3 separate regions of the Mus musculus genome follow, and all the other regions are linked to region 2. Evidence: chromatin contacts called from public promoter capture Hi-C data. All regions are on one chromosome and are shown on one strand. Each heading gives the region's core, a stretch centred on a gene start, on an enhancer-like site or on the middle of the called end of the contact. The rest is flanking DNA. Distances are from core to core; before and after follow the strand shown.

Region 1 (3,965 bases), core at 1,396-3,895, 1.4 Mb after region 2:
AATGTCAACGCATTTCAGTTCCCCGTTATTAATCATTCGGCCATTTTTTTCTTCTGCAGTTAAAGCTAACAGACATTGCTGGTAACATCAAGATCTTGGTGGCTGAACAGTTATCCAGTTCCCCAAGAAGTTATGTATAAGCATGCTAGCCACAAAGAAATGAAAGACTCAGGCATAATTTCAGTGTCCATATTTCAAAAATTTATTTATCTCAAACTGTGCATAATGGAGTAAAAACTTAAGTTGAAAATGTAGCTGTTATAAGGATGGTATTAGTTCAAATATATACATGGATTCTCGGCAGCCTGATTCCAATAACAGAGCCGAATCTTTTAAAATACAACTACGGAAAATAAAAGGGGGGAAAAACCTTAAAATATCACAATTTACAGAAATATTACAAACCATAAGAAAATATTTCAAACACAGTAATTCCATATTTTTTATGTGAACAAAATGAAAGGGTAGGATTGAACAAAAGCTATTATAAATTACCAACGATATCAACCTGCATGGACATTTTTTTTTTGCCTTTAACAGTAAGTTAAAAATTTAGTACAATCTAGAACGTTTGCCTTAAACAAGACCACGAAAACGGTCTTGCCAGTACTTGCTCTCATGTTTTCCTTTTGTACAATTTTAAAACTAAAATGTTCAAATCCGAATAAACTCCTTCCTTGTTTGTAACGGTCCTAAATTTAAGCTGCAGAATCAAAACCCAGCAAGAACCCTTTCCTCGAAAAATATTGGCAAATTCTCAGCTTATAAACAATGGACATTTGATTGCCATGTTTATCTCGATAAATACTGTACAAAAGTTGCTTGCAAATATTAAAACTTTTTTTTCATCGCCCGGAGTCTAGCTCTAAATATTACTGGTAAAGACTTTTGCGAACTCCCTGCGAAGCGCCTAACGTACCACTAGAACTTTAAAAAAAAGTTTTGCGTAGTTTTTTTCCTCCAGATCTATACATGGTCCGATTCCCCCGCCCTCCCCGCCGCCCTCAGGTTTTCTCTGTACAAAAATAGTCCCCCAAAAAGAAGTCCCAAGATCTCTCATAAAAGTTTTCTAGTCGGCATCACGGTTTTTGCGTTAATTTGGATGGGATTGGTGGTTTTTTTCCGCAGCTGTCGTTTCGCTGCGGAGATTTTTTTTCCTTTTGAGCATTATCAGATTTTTCCTACTCTCCTCTTTTTGCACCCCTCCCAATTCCCTTGTATCTCTTTGAAAATCTCTCCCCTTCTCCAGTTCGCAGTCCAGCCCTCACATGTGCGACAGGGGCAGTGTGCCGTTAATGGCCGTGCCGGGCACCGGGCCGCTCTGGTAGTGCTGGGCCATGTGCAGTCTACTGGGCGCAGCGGGCTCCGGCACCTCGGCGCCGGGGAGGTACATGCTGATCATGTCCCGGAGGTCCCCGGCCTGGCAGGGCGCCCTGGAGTGGGAGGAAGAGGTAACCACGGGGGGGCTGGAGCTGGCCTCGGACTTGACCACAGAGCCCATGGAGCCCAGCGCCATACCGGGGGTGCCCTGCTGCGAGTAGGACATGCTGTAGGTGGGCGAGCCGTTCATGTAGGTCTGCGAGCTGGTCATGGAGTTGTACTGCAGGGCGCTGACGTCGTAGCGGTGCATCGGTTGCATCTGTGCCGCGCCGTGAGCGTTGAGGCCCGGGTGCTGCGGGTAGCCCAGCTGCTCCTGCATCATGCTGTAGCTGCCGTTGCTCCAGCCGTTCATGTGCGCGTAGCTGTCCATGCGCTGGTTCACGCCCGCACCCAGGCCGGCGCCCACCCCAACCCCGCTCGCCATGCTGTTCCCGCCGGGGGCCAGCAAGCCTCCGGGAAGCGTGTACTTATCCTTCTTCATGAGCGTCTTGGTTTTCCGCCGCGGCCGGTATTTATAATCCGGGTGCTCCTTCATGTGCAGAGCGCGCAGCCGCTTGGCCTCGTCGATGAACGGCCGCTTCTCGGTCTCGGACAAAAGTTTCCACTCCGCGCCCAGGCGCTTGCTGATCTCCGAGTTGTGCATCTTGGGGTTCTCCTGGGCCATCTTACGCCGCTGCCCCCGGGACCATACCATGAAGGCGTTCATGGGCCTCTTGACGCGGTCCGGGCTGTTCTTCTGGTTGCCGCCGGTCGCCGCCGCCGTGGCGTTGCCTCCTCCGCCGCCGCCCCCCGAAGCTTGCTGCGGGCCCGGCGGCTTCAGCTCCGTCTCCATCATGTTATACATGCGGGCGCTGGGCGGGCGCGGCCCGCCGGCGGCCGCCAACCCTCGGCCCGGCCGGGACTGTGGGGGCCGCGCTCGGGGGCCGGGATGCAGGGGCCGCGGGCGGGGGCCTCGGCGTGCACGGCCCTGCGCGGAGATCTGGCGGAGAATAGTTGGGGGGAAGCGGAGCTCGAGACGGGCGAAGTGCAATTGGGATGAAAAAACAGGCGCTCTCCTCCTCGGGCCGCCGCGATTGTTGTGATTAGTTTTTGGAAAGGCTTAAGCCTCGGGCTCCAAACTTCTCTCCTTTCTTTCTCTCTCCTCTTCTTTCTCCCAGCCCTAGTCTTAAAGAGGCAGCAAAGTACTTTTCCCTTTTTGCAAACACTCTCTTCTCTGCCTTGACAACTCCTGATACTTTTTTGAACAAGTTAATAGACAACCATCCATGTGATGGGGGCTGTCAGGGAATAAATGGGTTTCCGGCGGCCAATCAGCGAGCGCCGGCTCCTGCGCCCGAGCCCAGCCTCGCCAGAGGGTTTTGCATGAAAGGGGGCGGGGCCTGCCGCGCCGCCGAGCCGAGCCCAGCAGAGCGCTGTGCCCCGAACCGCGCGGGGGAGGCGGGCCCGCAGCCGGCCGCTGGGGAACCTTTGTATCCCCCCCCCCCGCCCCCCGTTTTCAGCAACAGGTCACGGCGCACGCCTGTTCGAAGGAAGTGGGTAAACAGCACCAAGACGACAGCTCCTTTCCCCCATGCTACGGAATATTGGCTCTCTCTTGGATACATAAGGGTGGATGGGGCGCGGGAAGCTGGGGCCAGGGTGGGGCAAGGCCCATGGGTGGTTCAGGGCGACTGTCCAACTAGTATTTCAGGAAGCTGGCAGAGCCGGAGGTGGTGTGCCATTGTTTCTGCGCTCATCCGCGGCACTGCGCTCTGTCGCAGCCCCTCTTCCAACCTTGTCGCCAGCACCCACTCACCCCCTCTTCTCACCGTACAGACGAGAAGTTAGACCCAAGCCTCGGGCCTCAGCGCCCTCCTGGCTTCCGTGTCATCGGCTCGGTTCCCAAACACGAGTCCTCTGCCCATGTAGCTGACTGTAGAGCAGAGCTAGGACCAGGCCTTGTTCCCAGCCTTTTCCTAGGCCGACTCAGGTGTGGCTCAAGGAACCGCAGCACGTGTCCTCAACCCCTAATTCCCTACTCCACCAACCTGCCCCATCCAAAGGGTGCAAAGGCAAAGCTGGAACTCTGCTCCCGCTCTTTCTAACTCCCAACCCTGACACAAGAGGATTTTTAGTGGTGGCAGTTTCAGAGGAAACCTTGGGGACGAAAGCATCAACGGAAAGAAGCTCCCGAGTGCAGGGGATGGGGGGAGGGTCACGCAACTTCCTGGCATCCCACCGCGAGGCGCGGAGGTGGCATTTGGGCTGCGCTCACAAACTCCCTCCCACGCAGCGTTCTCAGGATGGGGCAGCGCAGCCGGCATTGCCCCTGCTGACAGGCACGGTGGTAGTCACGAAGGCCCGGCCGAGAGGCGCCGGGGCCTGGGAAGCGCGCGGGGTCCAGAGGTGCAGGTGCAGGCGGAGAGAAGGCCCGCCGAACCCGAGGAGCCGGCACCAAGCAAGCCCAGGCTGTGGGAGAATGGGCTGGGGGCGGGGGTAGGGGTTCAAGAATCTTGCCTGCCCAGGACCCGAGAGGGTAATTTTAGCCGATCTCCCATTGTCCAGACGTAAAGATTTCAATCGGCAGGCGCTCAAAAAGCCCAGAG
Region 2 (3,976 bases), core at 335-2,834:
TATATATATATATATATATATACACACACACACACATATATATATATATATATACACACACACACATATATACACACACACACACACACACACACACACACACACACACATATATATATATAATCAAGACCAGTGTGGTGGTGCACACATTCAGTCCTAGCCCTTGGGAGGCAGAGGCAGGCTCTCAAACTCTGTGAGTTAGAAGTCAGCCTGGTCTACATAGTGAGTTCCAGGACAGTCAGGGCTACATAGAGAGACCGTGTCTCAAAAAGAAAAAAAAAAAAAGTCATGTGAGATTTTTTTCCTCTTTATTTCTTGCTTATTTGGAGGCCATGTTCACTTTTTTGCTGTTTTAAATATATATCTTACATTCATTTTAAGTACAAGATGAAAACAATTTCTCCCCACGCCCAGAAAACAGTGTGTGGTTTTTTTTTTTTTTTTTTTTTTTTAATATGGAACTCTTCACACCTGAAACAGCGTAAAAGTAAACAACTAAATGAAAACCTGAGGAAATATTAACCTCTATAACTAGAGTTCTTATAACTCTGTAGGAAAAAAAGATATCCAGCCACACAAACAAAGCCAGTGGCAAGTACTCCCAGGGACGTTTTGAAACTATGTGATGACTCTACCGATAAAAGTCTAAACTTACTCAATATAAGATATCCTTCCTGAAGGAAGGAATTCATTTCTGGTGAACTCCAGAGGGATGGGTTCTCTTTTGCTGGCCAATGGGCCAGATAAGTAGGAACCTTCTCGAAAATACACAAGCAAGCCAATTTGTATCCAGACTTTCTAAAAGTTCGAATCTTTCAAGAAAACATCTTAGATTTTAAAGACAGGTGCAGGACTACTAGCCCAGACTGGTCTCGAACTTGGTCTGCAGGTTAGGATGGGCTTGAACTCCTGATGTTCCTGCTTCCACTTGTGTCCCCTTATTTCTAATTATTTTCTTAGTTCCTGGATTTATTTGTCCTTTGGTGTTAGTTTTCTGATTTCACTAATTTATTCCTCTTTACATTTGTTTTCCTTCTGCATTTATGTTTGTTTTTCATATCTTATTTATTTTGGTTTTTGAGGGACAGCCTCAACGTATTGCTCAGGCTGGCCTGGGACTCACTGTCTAGTCAATCCTGTCACTTACTACAATCCTTCTGCTTCAGCTTCTGGGATTGCAAATATGCGCCACTACGTCCCATTTAGTTTTTGCACTTATAACCCTTCGATTGGCTGTTTCACTTACTGTGTTTTTCTCCCCCATATGAGCTCTGCCTCAGCTGTATCAAATACCTACACATAGCTTTTACTGTGTCTTTGTTTCCTGCCACGCAGTTTCCACTGCCCCTTTTTCCTGATGTTTAGTGAGAAAGCTTGCATTTTGCTTGAGTGGTGGTTTGAGGGGCTGTGCATTTTCCTCTCATGCTCTGTGCTAAAAAAAAAAAAAAAGAAAAAAAAAAAAACCTGGCCCCGCCCCTCCAGATGGAGCCCAGCCCCTCACAGTTCACTCCCCACCCCCCAGGCACATGGTCCAATCAGCCAATCGGTACCTTGAAACACCCAGTTTTGTGATTGGCTCTTGCGGAGACGCCTACTTGCTCTTCGGAGCTACGGTGGCGGATCGGGGACAAGAAGCTTGCGCAGGGAGGGACGCTTTCAAGAATAAGCCAAGCAGCTTTTGGAATCCAGCAGAACAGCGCGGAGATGGCGGCGGCGGCGTTGTTGGCTGCGGTGGACAGGAACCAGTTGCGACGGGTCCCGATCCTGCTGCTGCAGCCGAGGTGACTCAGGGGTACTGCCGGTCCGTGCGCGGCCCGGATGCGAGGCGCTGGGTCACGTGAGAGCAGCCCTTTAAGTGCCTGTGTGTAGTTTTGGTAGGCGCTGTCCCACTTCAGTCTTTGGCTCTTCCTACAGACTCTGCCACCTTGGCTGGTTTCTGATCTGGGCACCCCGCACGGTGCTGCAACCGAAGATGGCATACGTAGCTAGAGGCTTGCACCAGGACCCCTTTCCCAAAGTCGCTTTCAGCTTAGCTCCCTCATTTTGAGTGCAGTTCAGAGAAGGATTTCTAGAGACCTTTCCCATTGCTGGGAAGAGTCAAATTAATGAGGGGTGAGTTTTGTCGAACGCTCTTGTTCACAAGTTTGAACAAAGCTGGCAGATGACTACCCCGGATCCTTTTGGAAACGAAGCTCCACGCTTTGACAACAGTGAAAACCCCAAGTCATGTAGATAGATTACTTCACCATAATCATCACCTCCTCGCATTCTGAAAAACGTACTGGCCCAAGGGCAAGAACTGCCTGCAGAAGGTTGGGTTCCCAGCTTACCTGTGACCTTGGTCGAGTTACCTAATATCCGTGCTTCAGTTTCTTCTGCTTGGAGGTGATGATACTTGTATCTAGCAGAGGTAATATAAAGACGATACTAACCCCCTCGTATGTCCAAATCAACACGTGGATAAAAATTTAAACACATCATGGTCCATTCAACAAACAGTGGTCGATGCCCTGGATTTTCGGTGAATACTAAAATGTAGGTCTTCACCCTATATTTTAAATAAGAAAGATGGTGAAAGTTGTATTAGTGCTGTTTTTCTTCCTGTGAATTTCCTTAGGTTCCCAAGAATACCACAGAGTCATTCTCCTCTCAAGGCTTAGTTATAGCTGTCATCCTGCTAATAGTTTTTAAAATTAAAACTCTTACCAGCATGAGAATTTTACCTTTTCTTTTTTCTTTCTTTTTACCAGCCATGATTCCTCTAATACCTCAGAGAAAAGAATTTGATTAGTCAGACTCTACCCATGAGAATAGCGGCTGTCTTAATTGGTGAATTATCTCCTGGCAGGCAATTTACTCGTCATGTTTAAATGTTTTGAGATGTAGCAAAAAGAGCTTTGAAAAATGGGATAGAGAAATCAGAACATTGTCAAGATAAAGGATTGCACTTAAGGAGTGTGTCTGACTGCCTGACTCAGTCTTCACTAGCTGAGAGGAAAAAAAAAAAAAAAAACATTTTAGGCTATCAGTGGTCCCAGGTTGGATACATGACAAAGCTGTGATTTCTTAGGCAGGACTGGAAAAGCCTTAAACCCTAACTTACCTGGAGAGGTCAGAGGGGAAAACAATGCTCCAAGCTGAAAAATTCCTTTAAAAGACCAGGAAAGTTAAGTTTTCCTCCTTGAAGAGCAAGAATGTGGGGTGGGCTGAATTGGAAAGATTTGTAAGAGCACCAGTCTCTGAAGAAGCCATCAAGCAGAGCTCTCCCGCCAAAGATGGATGTTTTCCCAGTTGGCTCCAGAGTGACAGCATCTGAGAAAGTGTGCCTCCCAGGATGCTAAGCCTCCGGTGTTCCTCACATGACCCTTGGGAGATACTAGTCCTGCTGGTTGCATAGTTGCATGTAAAGGGTATATGCATATTGTTGCAGTCATATAATATCTAATGTAGCCTGTGATCTTTATGCTTCATGAAGGAACTAAGCTCATAAGTCTCTATATAACCGTGGTCTTGTTTGGGAAAATTGTATACTTTAAAACCGGGCAGTATCTTCAAGATTGCCTCGTATGGAATGGGAGCTGTAGGTTAAGCACTTGGCTAGCATGTTTGTGGTCCTCTAAAACTCAAATTCATCTATTTGTAAAGCTTATTCCTTGCTGTATAAGTTTTCTCATTGGGAGGGTATTAATGAAAAAGAGATCGAGTAACCCCAATGTCAAGCGACCTGACAATGGGTAAGTGTATGTTGAAGAGTAACCAGAATAACTAGCCATAGCCTACTTTTTTTTTTCTTTTTCTTTTTCTTTTTTTTTTTTTTTTTTTTTTTTGTCTTTTGAAGCAGGATTTCTCTGTATAGCCCTGGCTGTCATAGAACTCACTCTGTAGACCAGGCTGGCCTCGAACTCAGAAATCTGCTTGCCTCTGCCTCCAGAGTGCTGGGATTAAAGGCGTGCGCCCCCACTGCCTGGCTTAAAGA
Region 3 (3,923 bases), core at 318-2,817, 1.3 Mb before region 2:
AACCTGATTTTTGTTCTGCTGTGACTGGCACTAATGCCTTCCACAAACAGGTCAGTTCTGTTGCTCGTCAGACTGTTTCCTTAGCTTTCTATCTGCCACGGGAGAGCAAAGTCAGATTATGTAAATGGCATACTGACTTCAGAAATTGTCTTTTCATAAGATCACATCTCATTTGCTTTTCAGGGGTTACGTTTAAAAGCTCTGCGTTTTTTTGATAGGTATAACTAGGATTTTCATCTCCTCAGAACTAAGTCTGGTGTCCTCTCCAGTCTACTCCTAACACTATAATCTAACCACAACACTCCACTGCTTAGCAGCCTCTCAGAAAATAGTCTTTACTCCTGTTTAGCACAGGGAGTTCCTATAAAAGTGAGTCACATCCTTTCACTTCTGTACTGAGAATCTTACAAAGTCTCCCTAACTCACTCACATAAAGGCCTTGTCCCCACACAGCACGAAAACCCACACTTCTTCCTTTCTGACTCATCTGCTGTGCTCAGGCCTTCTCTGTGCTTTTAGACTATGCAAAGCATGCTCCCTGTCTCAGTATTTCTAAGTGTCCCTCTTTCTGGAATGTTCTTCTTCAAGGAACCTACTGCCTAAGCTATCTTTAACCTATCATAAACCATAACCTCTAACACTAGAACATCCAAATTCCTAAATCATGGTGATGTAAGATTTATTTAGGTTTAGCAGCCTTTTGATAGTCATCAGATCAAATGATATTCAGGAATGTCTAAAAGGCAGCTTCCACCCCCCTCTCCTCCCCCCCCCCACCCCGGTGTGTGTGTTTGTGTGTATGAGCGCGGGAATGCCTGCCTATCTGTCTGACTAATATTCGTTTCTGGGTTTCAGAAATCTATTTAAAATTAGTATTAATTATGACTCTGAAAACTGTCCAAGTGTAACTTTTCGGATGCGATACGTGCCTTGAAAAAAAACCAATAGATTATAGGTAAATGATTTAATACTTTACTTCACTCACAAAATATTATGACTTTACATCCTTTGAGTTCCCATTGGGAAAACTTAAGGCAGGAAAACTGGCTTCTACCATAAGGACAAACTTACCCCAGGAACCTAAGGAGATTTAAGGATTACAACCTGAGTGTCTGCGACGTGAGGCAGCGGCTTTGGGAATGCGCCACGTTTTACTCAGCACACTAGGAAAAGATTGCTTTGCACTGTTTTCAGCCCAGGAGAAGGCCCACGCCGTCCTCGGTCCCAGGCTGGCGTCCCGCCCCGCAAGGACGCCCCCACCCACCCACCTCTCGGGCTCCATGCCGCCGCGCGCCCTCGGGCGGCTCTGGGCCGGAAGGCCGCAGGGCTGTTGGCCCGGTGTGTAAAGAGTCTGGGGACACGCGTGACGGAGCACTCGCCCCCACCCTCCCTGGCTTCCTGCCCCTAGGGTCCACGACCCTCCTCACCACGCGCGGATCTGCACAGCGCCGGAACCCAGCCAGTCCCGCCTGCTTGAGCGCGGTCAGAGCTCTCTTGTCTTTCCATTGGGCGCAATGGTCGTCAATCACGGAAGCTGGTGGGCGGGCTTGCGCGCTGAGCGCTGCTATAGCAACCGCCTGTCGGGAGCAAACGCGGGCCGCGGAGGGGAGAGCGGCTGTTGCGCGGGCGCGGGCAGGGGCGCAGGGAGGGGATATGGTGAGTGCTGTGGGACCCTGGTGTTCTTCCCAGCTTACTGCCTTCCGTGTCAGGATCTTTAGTAGCTAAGCCAGGGAGAACAGAGATGGGTCTCCCTTTCCATTTATCCACCAACGCCTGCAGTCTATGAGGGTTGGCCCAGCGATAAAGAGATACGACCCTGGGGCACGGAGACCACTGCAGACAGACTTCAAGACAGGGAAGCGAGCATAGCAGAGGCCATCAACCTCGGGCCACCAACATCCTGCGGGCCATCAACTCAGCCGCTGAAGGAACAGGAACCACTGAGGGTCAGGGAGCCACCAACTCATCTGCTGACTGGAAGTGGGGTACCTAGCTAACCACTGATGATCAGGGGACCAGCAATTCTTTCACGGAGAGGAAGGGGCCCACTGACTCAATCCTGATGGCCAGGGGCTCATCAACTCAGGCCACTCAAAGCTAAAGGGTCACTGACTTCTTGCTGAAAAAAAAAAAAAAAAATGATGACTCAGGTGACTTCCCTAGGCTCTAGAAGACCACTCAGGCCACTCAAAGCTAAAGGGTCACTGACTTATTGCTGAAAAAAATGGTGACTCGGGTGACTGCCCTAGGCTCTAGAAGACCACTCAGGCTCATCAACTCAGGCCACTTAAAGGGTCACTGACTTCTTGCTGAAAAAAAAAATGGTGACTCAGGTGGCTGCCCTAGGCTCTAGAAGACCACTCATCAGAATCTGCAGCTCTAGAACCAAGAATCCGAAGTGACCACAGCCAATAGGCCACTTAGATCCTCAGCCACCTCCAGGGCTTCCCCACTCCACTTGCAGAGAGGAGAATCTACAGTGATTCTGTGACCTACTTTGGTGACATAAAGAAGCAAACAGCAGACAGATCCTTCATCTTCCACATGTTGGGTGTATCCGCATAATTGGTCAAACATTCTCATGCGTATCTGTGGAGCAGACGTTCACCATAACCAGGGTTTTTTACTTTTGTGTTTTTGTGGTGCAGGATGATTGTGTTCTAGTATGCATGCCCCTGTGCTGTTTGCTGCTTTGTGGGTTCTTTTCTCTTCCACTCTTTCCTACTCTTTAAACCCTCTAATGCTAGATAGGAGAGAGAGAAAAAGAGTAGAGGGGAAAGGAATGGCGTTATCATTAAACTACTTCCTACTGATTAGGGGTGTAGAGTTCTTTGGGACAAGTTTGATCTTTGCTGCCAGGATATCTAACTTCTTTGCACAGGACTACTTAACAAACCCAACCAACCAACCACCACCAACAACAACCCCACCTCTTGAGGCCTCAGCATGTGTATACCTTCTGAAAAGTTGCCAGAATTCCAAAAGTCACACATTCGAAGAAACTATCTGCAGCTGACAAAATCACACCCCTGCTAGAGCACGAGGCAAATCATAGTCAGCTGCTGTGGACAGTCTGAAGCAGCCCCATATCCCACACCTGGGATTAGAATGAAAACGTATTCCCACAACATTTCTGTGTTTTTCAAAGAAAATAAAATTCTCACTACATCAAGCAAGTACTGTGATACATGTATGAGAAGTGCACATTTCTTAAAATAATACTGTTCTCATAAGCTAACTGCACTCTGATATACCACACAGTTTTATGCTAGTTTACTTAGCTGCTTCTCCCTTCAAAAGCTCTAGTTTTAAGAGGGGGAAAATCTAAGAGAAAAAAAATGCCCACATTTTCTATCAAATTAATAATTGTGGTTAGGAATCTCGGGCAGGACTGAGAGTTCCAGGGCAGTCTGGGTGCCCTAGGGAGGCCCTGTTTCAAAAGATGGGGGAAAAGATGTTAATAACCTAAAGTATTAACAAGGGGGAAAACAAGCTCATTCTATAAAAGAAAATGGGATAACTGAATTGTCATTCTAGCTACACAGTTTTCACCCATGTGTATGCTTATTGCAGGCATCCAGCCAGCGCATAACTTTAGACCAATGGAAGAAAAAAGCAGCAAAAGTTGAACTGAATGACACCCAGAAGCAAGAAATTAAAGAGGCCTTTGACTTATTCGATATTGATGGATCTGGAACCATAGATCTGAAAGAACTGAAGGTTCTGAAATTATTTCTAAGACAATATCTTGTAACATTTTAGTTGTGTCCTTGGTTGATGAATAAGTCAAAACCCAGAATTATCAAAGTTACGTCCTCTATCTGTAAATCTTGTTTATTTTACTATTATAATGTGTGTATAGTTTTATATGCTATTAATTAGTCATTTTAAAGTTCAAAATGCGATCATGGCATTATTAAAAT

The links. Promoter capture Hi-C pulls out the DNA fragments that hold promoters and counts their contacts. Capture Hi-C pulls out chosen DNA fragments and counts their contacts.
Region 1: a promoter capture Hi-C map of hippocampal neurons shows a contact between it and region 2, with 3 times the contacts expected there. The contact joins the promoter of Sox2 here to the promoter of Mccc1 in region 2. A contact is called at or near these places in 1 of 39 promoter capture datasets (hippocampal neurons) and 1 of 9 other capture datasets (adipose tissue).
Region 3: a promoter capture Hi-C map of liver shows a contact between it and region 2, with 2.5 times the contacts expected there. The contact joins the promoter of Cetn4 here to the promoter of Mccc1 in region 2. A contact is called at or near these places in 1 of 39 promoter capture datasets (liver), 1 of 484 Hi-C or Micro-C datasets (B cells) and 2 of 9 other capture datasets (adipose tissue and liver).

Annotation. Positions count from the first base shown.
Region 1 is chr3:34,648,675-34,652,639 of GRCm38.p6, reverse strand. Sox2 (SRY (sex determining region Y)-box 2) reads right to left here and starts at 2,645. Exons shown (of 1, transcript NM_011443.4): 1 at 179-2,645. The coding sequence starts at 2,224. The coding sequence ends at 1,265. All of the region lies in intron 3 of Sox2ot (SOX2 overlapping transcript (non-protein coding)), which reads right to left. RefSeq lists a promoter at 2,408-3,158.
Region 2 is chr3:35,998,286-36,002,261 of GRCm38.p6, reverse strand. Mccc1 (methylcrotonoyl-Coenzyme A carboxylase 1 (alpha)) reads left to right here and starts at 1,584. Exons shown (of 19, transcript NM_023644.4): 1 at 1,584-1,781. The coding sequence starts at 1,705. Mccc1os (methylcrotonoyl-Coenzyme A carboxylase 1 (alpha), opposite strand) reads right to left here and starts at 2,349. Exons shown (of 3, transcript NR_029456.1): 1 at 1,551-2,349.
Region 3 is chr3:37,310,090-37,314,012 of GRCm38.p6, reverse strand. It overlaps Cetn4 (centrin 4), which reads left to right and starts at 1,567. Exons shown (of 5, transcript NM_145825.2): 1 at 1,567-1,656; 2 at 3,574-3,720. The coding sequence starts at 1,654. Bbs12 (Bardet-Biedl syndrome 12 (human)) reads right to left here and starts at 1,459. Exons shown (of 2, transcript NM_001008502.2): 1 at 1,428-1,459.